Regions from separate parts of the Zea mays genome. Here region 1 is linked to region 2. Evidence: chromatin contacts called from public Hi-C data. All regions are on one chromosome and are shown on one strand. The core of a region is the stretch at or near the end of the contact, and the rest is flanking DNA. Distances in the headings are between cores, read along the strand shown. Region 1 overlaps LOC100281290 (interferon-related developmental regulator 2). Region 2 holds the start of LOC100193187.

Region 1 (4,108 bases), core at 489-2,988, 97 kb before region 2:
CTGATCTTGCTGAAACTCAGCTGTCTCTGAAAGCCATCTGGGATGTGATCCATCCAAAATCAGGATCAAATGTAAGGCCGACTGACCTCCATTTTTTTGGTTGTATAGCAATAAGCAGAAAGTATGACATCCAGTTTATTCTAAACTTTATTATTTTGGGTGTGTTTACAGGTCGGCGTAGTCAGAAAACCGAAGCCTCCTTTGTTAGCAGCTGCCGTATCTGCATGGGCATTTCTTTTAACAACTATTGGTTCATCTAGAAGAAATACTGATTCTTGGAAAGAGTTAGTGAAAGATTTCTCAATCACTGTTCTCTGTTATATGTCAATTTGCTCATGAAACTATATGCCCTTCTGCATGTAGGCCAATTACATTTCTCTGTAGCCTTCTAGAAGCAGAGGACCGTGCTGTGCGGATTGCTGCTGGTGAAGCATTAGCTCTGTGTTTTGAGCTAAGAATGTTTGATGTTTCCTCTAGTGACGAAGCTGATGTTGACAGTTACACTGGAGAGGCTGGTGGTTCTAAGCATCAACTTTTCTTGAATATGCAAGCATTGAAGGCCAAACTATCTGGTCTAGTCTATAGTCTATCTATGGAGGCGGGGGGCAGGGGTGCTGACAAGAAAAATCTTAATGATCAGAGAGACCTGTTCCAACGAATCTCAGATTTTATTAAGGTGTAGGTTTATTTAATTCTCTTTCCTTGAATTCTTCTATCTCAGAAAGACCAGAACTGATTTTTTTTTTCTCCAGAGTGGTGAGTGCCCTGAAGAATCACTTAGGATTTCAGGCAAGAATGGCATTTTAAGAGTTACATCATGGCGTGAATCAATACAGGTGTCCGTTTCTTGAATTGATTTTCATTTCCTCAAAATGCTGTGCTCCGAATTTGAAGTTTTTCTGAGATTTGTTGTTCATTTCTTAGTTGAACTATATGAGGCGGTTTCTTGGGCGGGGATTCCTGAAGCATTCACAGGTTATCATAAGCAGAACTTGATATTTCTGTGGAATACTGTATTTTGGTATAATAGTGTTAAAGCTTCTCTTTGTCTGTGCAGGACAACGATTTGCTGCATGAGGTCTTTGACATCAAAATTGATCGTACTGAAAACATGTCAGCCACCGAAAAGGTAACCTTTTCATAGCTATTGGATTGTATTGGGCACATTATATTGTATCATTTCTAAGTTGGTTGGGGAAAAAAAACAGTCACCAGTAAGATAGGCATCAAGACATGGGCATAGCGACAGTTCTCTAAAGAATCTGTTTGCATGCGTTCAGAAAATGTTCAGATCTGGAGAAGAGAAAGGAAGAGCTCTGAAGTTGAATAAAGAGCGTCGTCTAGCTCAGGTGAGCATATGCGTGTTCTATCATAGTTTATGGCGGTGAAATCAGATTACATTGATTGACTCCCAGTTGTATCGTTCTGCACGCCGCCGCGCGCAGGAGAGGAAGCAGCAGAATATCTTGAACGAGCAATATGGATAGAACCTACCCGGAAGACTGGAGTTTTGTACAGTGGAACTGTTACCAGATGGTGAGTGCTGTGTGTGTATGTGACGGTATTGATGCATTTGAGGTGTATTGCTCCGGTGGCGGTACTACAGCGACATGTTTGAAATTGCTCCGAAATACTATTGAGTTTTGTAGAAAGTGCCATGTTCCCTGCACTCCCTAGTGTTTCCTCTGCATGCGCAAAGGAGATCTTGAGTTCAGTTAATCACAATTGTACAGTTCCATAGGGTAGAGATATGAGGTGATTGTGAATAACACAGAGGTCGTCTAGCCTAAGGGCAATAATTGGCGAACTCTTCCTCTAGCCGCAATAATTGGTCTGCAAGAGATTTCGAAATGCGTTCGCTCTCTTTCGTCCTGAACTTTTTATCTTGTCCATTCTCCCTCCGTTTCTTTGGAAACAACAATATTGATTAAATTAGATGAACTGTGCATGGATTTCGAATCACGACCCTAACCCCAACGAGATGGCGGTTGCAATGATGCCCGGCCGGCGTCTGCGGGCTCGGCAATAATAATGCCTCGTGTGCTGAGGATAGGACGTACTTAACGCTCGTGTGCTTCTTCTTGGTCATTGTCGTACGGCACAGGAATCGTATGCTTCCATTCCATCGATCTAGGTGCATCTGCATGCCCCCACGCTGGCAGCTCAGCTGGTGTCAACTGAATAACCTAGCTAGCTAAGGGCAACTTGAAGAGATCAGGTATATGATTTTATAAAGATAAATTTAGTTAATATTTGAAGGAAAGTGTCTCCAATAGACTAAGAGCGTCTCGAAGAGACTATGTATTTTTACTCCCTATTTGACCATTTATTTACCTTTTTATAAAGATTAAACTTTATATATAGCATCTCACTCCACCAGACTCTCCAACAGGTAAGTAAGCTTGGCTAGTCAGAGTGGCTAGCCAAATTTAGCTATAGAGGGGGCTAATTTAGAGAGCTAGATGGCTTGGTGAGTTGGAAGACTAGTCTATTATAGATTTATTTTATTGTTAAGTAGCTAAAATTTAGTTTGATGAGTCATTTAGCTAGTCTCTTGAAGATGTTATAACTCTGTAAATGATTATTCAAATTTAATGGCTCTCTATCCCTCCACATTAACTCTCTATTTTTGAATAGCATGCTTCACTCTCCATTCAGTCCGTAGGTTTACCGAGACTAGTAGATTAGCCTACACTTTTTTTTGTAAAATCTGTTTTAAAGAGCAGCTAAATCTTGTAAGATTTAGATAGCCTTTTTAGCTAATCTTTTAGAGTTGCTCTAATTCTGTTTCCTTTTTCATAGGCAAATCTGGAGCGAGATGCTAACCAGTTACCGCTCTTGCTGCAAGTTTTTATATATATATATATATATATATATATATATATATATATATATATATAAACCTCTTCCAAAATCCAAAATCCATCAACTCTTGTCAGTCGCCAGTTTGTTTGTTTTTTCTTTGGCAAATCTAGACACATAATTCCTAGTTAATTATATGTTCTGCTTGTTATATTAATTTTATTGTTCTCTTTCCTGCCGTAAAAAGGGAAGAGAGAAACTGACTTTTGCTCTTATATGTAATAATAATATAAAGTGCCCCAATGGTAGATCGACAGACGCAAATAGTGCCGATGCCTCCACAATACCTTGACCTTTTCAAATGTCCACCGATTTAAGAAAATGGTGTGCATAGGATTTTCCCTGACCCACTTTCTTGAGCAGAAAGAAAGAATCGCCAATAATCCTCCCTAGTATTATCAGGTTTGAGCTTAGTCTTTAGCCGTTGAAAAATCTCCATCAAGAAAAAGATGGGCACTGCGCTAGCCCAGCAAAGAACCAGTTGATGATGTAGCTCCACATCGAATTCGATAAATTTTACGTTTCCACACCGAAATATACGCACGATGTAGCCAGCGCCATCGAAAACTTGCCGTACCTACGAAGATCTGGCGGTGCATCCAAAAGTTTTTGTATAGTAGGCTTTTATCCGTTTGTTGCAACAGAAGCAAAATAATAATATGATAATAATTAAATACAAATATAGTCATATTATTACATAAACATGCTGTTGAGAACTTGTTCTTAAATGTTATAAGTTAAGAACAAGCCAACACAAATGTTAATGGTTAAAGGCATTCGTCATTCGAAGTATTATCTTCTTTAGTATATAATGATCTTTAGACGAAGGTTATGAAGGACATACCTTCATAATCACAACATGTAATAATAAGGGCAGGGACATATCAAACATGGAAAAGAACATAAACAATAATATTAAATCATTAGACTATTCATATTCTCATTATATAACCATAAACAAACATTAATGATATTGAATTATATTTGTACCTTTGGCTTGGCAGAAGGTGAAAATCCAGGAGTAATGTGCAAGTGAGTCTGAACAGTATGGTGTTACTGTTCATCTATTTATAAGCACATGACGCAGCCTGGGTAAAATTACATCCATGTCCTTGACACTTACTACTGACTAAGGAGTAATCTGTCGAGGACTGGGCAGTATATTCCCCTTTAGGTCGGTTCCATTCTCCATCGCTGCCCTGCGCTAAGCCGAAGCTTCTTCATTCGTAGCTTCGGAACTGGTTCA
Region 2 (4,424 bases), core at 1,569-4,068:
ATATCGACTTTATATTATTGTGGTATTTGGAGTTTCTGTGATCAAATGATGATATGATTGTTTAATACCTTTAATTTAGTAAGCTATGAACTTTATGTAGTTGTAATATTTTGATATTATGCAGTCAAATATACGGGCCAGGCTTGGGCCGGCACGGCCCAACGAAAGCACGACGTGGTTTAGAGCCGGGCTGGACCATTGTTTTTAGTTTTTACATTTCGGACTAGCACGGCACGGCCCAAAAGTTTTTTGGGCTTTACTGGCCCGAACCCGTTTGGCACGAAGCACGATGGGTTTGGACCGGACTGACCCGGCCGACCAAATTCACAGTGGGCGGTGTCAAAAGAAATCCGCAAAAGTTGGATTGGATGGGGCTTTTAGATTCATTCAATTCAATGCATCCATGACGAGGCTATTTGTCGGGAGCAACGAATATCATATGGTGCAGTTCTATCTTCGAAACTTGTTGGGTTGTAGGCATAGATAAAAATAGGTTGTTTTCTTTGAATTAAATTAAAATCAATTATTCGGATTGCTGTAATTGTAGTCCATAGAGGTAAAACACATTAGAATCAGTAAAAACCGGCAGTCTGGCAATAATCGACTATAGCTAATTGGGTTCTAGTAATGAATTAAGGAAGTACCAGAAGAGTCTGGAGTTTAGAGGGTATGGAGATGCTGATGACCACCTAATAGACTTAGATGATATTGGTAAAATCATGTGGCAAATATATACTGACGACCGTACCACAGTATAACATAGGAGTAAACGAAGAAAAAAAAAAGTAAACTTCTCATCGTTCTTCTAGAATGTTAGACATCTTCTTCATTTTTTTTTTTGGAGATGACATCTATGTTTGTGTCACAGGCTTACGGTAACTAGAAGATGTAAATCTATATACATACGATCTCTTCTTTACTTCTTAGGCAAGCTGTGAAAAAAAAAAACACAAGCTACATCAATGCATGGATCGGAGCGAAGGTGTTTCAGTTTATTAGAGAAGCATACAAAAGTTACACACAGCTAGCTTGTTTGGATAACAAGACAAGAACCACATTAATCCCTCCCTCCCCGCTGCCCTCTTTAATTAGGCTCCTTCGGTAGCGCCGGAAGAATGATATTTTACCATGCAGGCGCGCAGATAAGAATTACACATACGTTACAGCTAGTCCACTCGCAACAAAGATTACAGCTCCTTGCCATGTGTCGACCACCAATTAGGACAGGCGTCTGAGATTAACGTACGTGCGTGAGATTAACGAGAGAACCGAAGAAAAGAGGGGGGTGTGAAACCAAACACGATGCCAAGTTTCCTACACGGCCTGATCTGACGGGTGCAAGGAGTGAATCTGAATCTAGAATTCATTTGGGTTGCGGACGAGCCTGGCTCAATGGTAAGACGCTCGGGTGTAGTGTTACCCTAATATCCTCTCTAGCAGCTTATCTATACATATACTCATATTCAAATTACACTATATAAACAGCGCAATCTGCTATATAAAACAATGCAAAACAGTGTTTGTAGTGACCATATAGGTGCAATGTACAGTAGTCCACCCGTATGGTCACAAAAACACCTTTTGCATATAATATCTTACAATATTTGTCTTAACTCATAAAAATGGCTCCAACCGTTCTTATTTTACATATTTTTTATTAAAAAAATATAAAACACACCATGAAGTGACTCAAATGTATTCCACTTCAAATCAATGTCATATCTTCGTTTTCTATTTCATTCTCAACAATTTCTTTATATTAACTATTGGAACTCAATTTATTTTAGTGCCCTTAACACTTTAAAATGATGTGCTCAATCCGTTTCAATTTATAATTCATTTTATTTTTTACCTCGAGTTTGACCAGCTCGTCGTATTGGAAAAAAAATTATAATTATTATTAGCTTTTAATGTGGTATCGTTTAGCATATAATATATTGTAGATATGTCTTTGAATTTTTCATATTTATAAAAAAACTAAATAAGACAAGGCAGCCAAAATTAGTAAAGAAAAGTGAAACGAATTCTAAATTAGGACAGATGGAGCAATATTTTTAATTTGTAGGACACTATTTTAAAGCATCTTGTTGGAGATGCTAGAAATTAGACAAAAACTAACTTGTTTATACTCAATCCAGTTTTCGAAAGCCAGATTCTTAAAAAAAACTCGAGGGTTCCGTCCTTAGCTTTGGATCTGTTTTTTTCCCCGTAAATTGGACGTGGTCGAGCTGTCGCTGCAGCACAAGGGGCGGAGTGCGTCGCAATCAGCGGGCATTAGGGGCGAGCACGAATCCACGGCACGCTGAGTCAGACGCACCGGGGCTGCCCGACACGCGAATCCACGCACCCGTCTCTGTCCCATCCGCAGCCCCACCCCACGGAAAAGCAAGCAGGCCCATCCAGCCGCAGGCATGCGGGGGCAGCAGAAGCGGCAAACCGCGCGCCCGCCCACGACGCGACGCGACGAGCGGCGGACGGGGCGAACGCGCGGCGCCCCGGAACGCGTGGTGGAACCGTTCCGCACACCCTAGGGCCAGGAGGAGGACGCGATCCGACGGCCCGCGGGTGCCCGACCGGCCGCGGAGACACGGAGCCGCCCCCCGCGCACCCGAGGACCTTGGAACTTCCTCGCACGACACACACACACCCTCACCGCACCGCACCACCTGGCGGGGCCCGCCTCTCTGTCTGACCCCGGTCCAAGCCTCTGGTTACCTAACCTAACCAACCATGGTTGCTCGTGCAGCTCCAGCACTCTCCAGGGGCCTATATATCTCCTTCCCCGGCAGCGAACCAGCCGTTCTCTTCGTTCCGTCTCGCAGTGGTAGCACCGCAGCAGAGAGAAGAGAGATCTTCTAGCCTAGTAGTAGCATCTACTTACTAGTGAGTGAGTAGGAGTACTTGGCTAGGACGGGGGGGCCGTGACGACGGTAGCAGCATGAGCTGCAACGGGTGCCGGGTGCTGCGCAAAGGCTGCAGCGAGGCCTGCGTGCTGCGCCCCTGCCTCCAGTGGATCGACGCCGCCGAGGCGCAGGGCCACGCCACCGTGTTCGTCGCCAAGTTCTTCGGCCGCGCGGGCCTGCTCTCCTTCATCTCCGCTGTCCCGGACGCGCAGCGGCCCGGTACGCTTCCGTCCCGTCCCGTCCCCATGCATGAACTATCACACACCGACCATGATCCCTAGCTAGCTTATTATTGCTTACCAGGCTTACTGTGGTCCATGGCACCTCCTCGCAGCCCTGTTCCAGTCGCTGCTGTACGAGGCGGCGGGGCGGACCATCAACCCGGTGCACGGCGCGGTGGGGCTGCTGGGCACGGGGAACTGGCACCTCTGCCAGGCCGCCGTCGACACCGTGCTGCGGGGCGGCGCCATCGGCCCGCTGCCGGAGCTTGGCGCCGGGACGGGCCACCTGTACGGGCCCCCCGCCGCCACCGACAAGCGCGCCGGCGGCTGGTCCACCTTCTCCACGGCGAAGCGGGCGCGGAAGGCCGCCGCCGGTGCCGGGGCGCCGCCCGCGGCGGAGGCGGCGGCGTACTGCGACCTAGGGCTGTGCCTCAGCAGCAGCCCCGGGTCCCCGCCGGCGACGGCGGACGGGAGGAGGGCCCCCCTCCTGCGGCCCGGCACGCCGTCCATGAGCTCGGACGAGTCCGTCACGACCACGGCCGGCGGCGACAGGGAGCCCGTGCTGCTCAACCTTTTTGCCTGATGAAGCCGCCGGTCGACGACGCAGGCCAAACCAAACCAAACCACACGCGCAGCGGCTCTCTTGATTGGCCGCCGTGTGATGTGATGTTTTGTCTGGACGATCTGTCCCGGCGGCCAGGCGTTTTCTCTCGTCGCCGGCGACGGCAAGGCCGTTTTTCATTCGTTTCTGGCTGCGGCCTTAGATTTTATTTTTGGTTGCGTAGTAGCGGTAGTAGAAAAGAAACTACCAGTAGCAGCCGGAGCCGGCCTCGAAGCCCCGTTTGCGTGTGGGCGAAGATGAGACTATGAGAGCGCCGGTGGCCACCCCACCAAAGTATAACTGTTTTTTCCCCCTGTTCTTTTTTTCCCCTTCTCTCCTTTATTGAACAATTACTATAATATAAATAAAATACTATAGCACCACCACTACATCTGAGCTTCGGTGGGTCGACCGACCGACTGTGTGCGTTTGTGCTTGTACGTATAACTGGTGTGTGTGTGGTTTATTACTGTTGTGATTGACATGATAATTGGCGATGACGTCCCGCGAACAGTGACGTGTGCAGCGGGATGGTGACGATCGGTCTCGATGCGTTCGCGCCGGGGGCAAGAAGGGGAATGGTCTTGGAGCGCTGCACGGCCCCGCGTCTCGCGGGTACGGAGTTGACGAGGGATCAACGCAGAGGCAGCAGCGGGTCGCGCTCGCGCCTCGTCCGCCGCGCCACTCGATCGAGCCTGC

What was found. A called contact is a pair of places that touch in the nucleus more often than the background predicts.
Region 1: a contact with region 2 is called in a Hi-C map of leaf, with 4 times the contacts expected there. The contact joins the enhancer-like site here to the promoter of LOC100193187 in region 2. A contact is called at or near these places in 6 of 25 Hi-C or Micro-C datasets (bundle sheath, ear, endosperm and 2 more).

Annotation. Positions count from the first base shown.
Region 1 is chr1:77,963,076-77,967,183 of Zm-B73-REFERENCE-NAM-5.0, reverse strand. LOC100281290 (interferon-related developmental regulator 2) reads left to right here. Exons shown (of 13, transcript NM_001154208.1): 6 at 1-71; 7 at 172-284; 8 at 364-676; 9 at 753-836; 10 at 925-975; 11 at 1,058-1,129; 12 at 1,281-1,349; 13 at 1,446-1,874. The coding sequence ends at 1,487. Among protein-coding and RNA genes, the nearest start is that of LOC100281290, 11 kb to the left of the region's middle. Within about 2 kb of position 1,738, at least 5 of the 20 cell types and tissues checked have an H3K27ac peak or open chromatin away from gene starts, as enhancers often do. A contact at or near this core is called in ear and leaf, where this site is marked.
Region 2 is chr1:77,866,989-77,871,412 of Zm-B73-REFERENCE-NAM-5.0, reverse strand. LOC100193187 reads left to right here and starts at 2,818. Exons shown (of 2, transcript NM_001138342.1): 1 at 2,818-3,122; 2 at 3,189-4,213. The coding sequence starts at 2,939. The coding sequence ends at 3,994.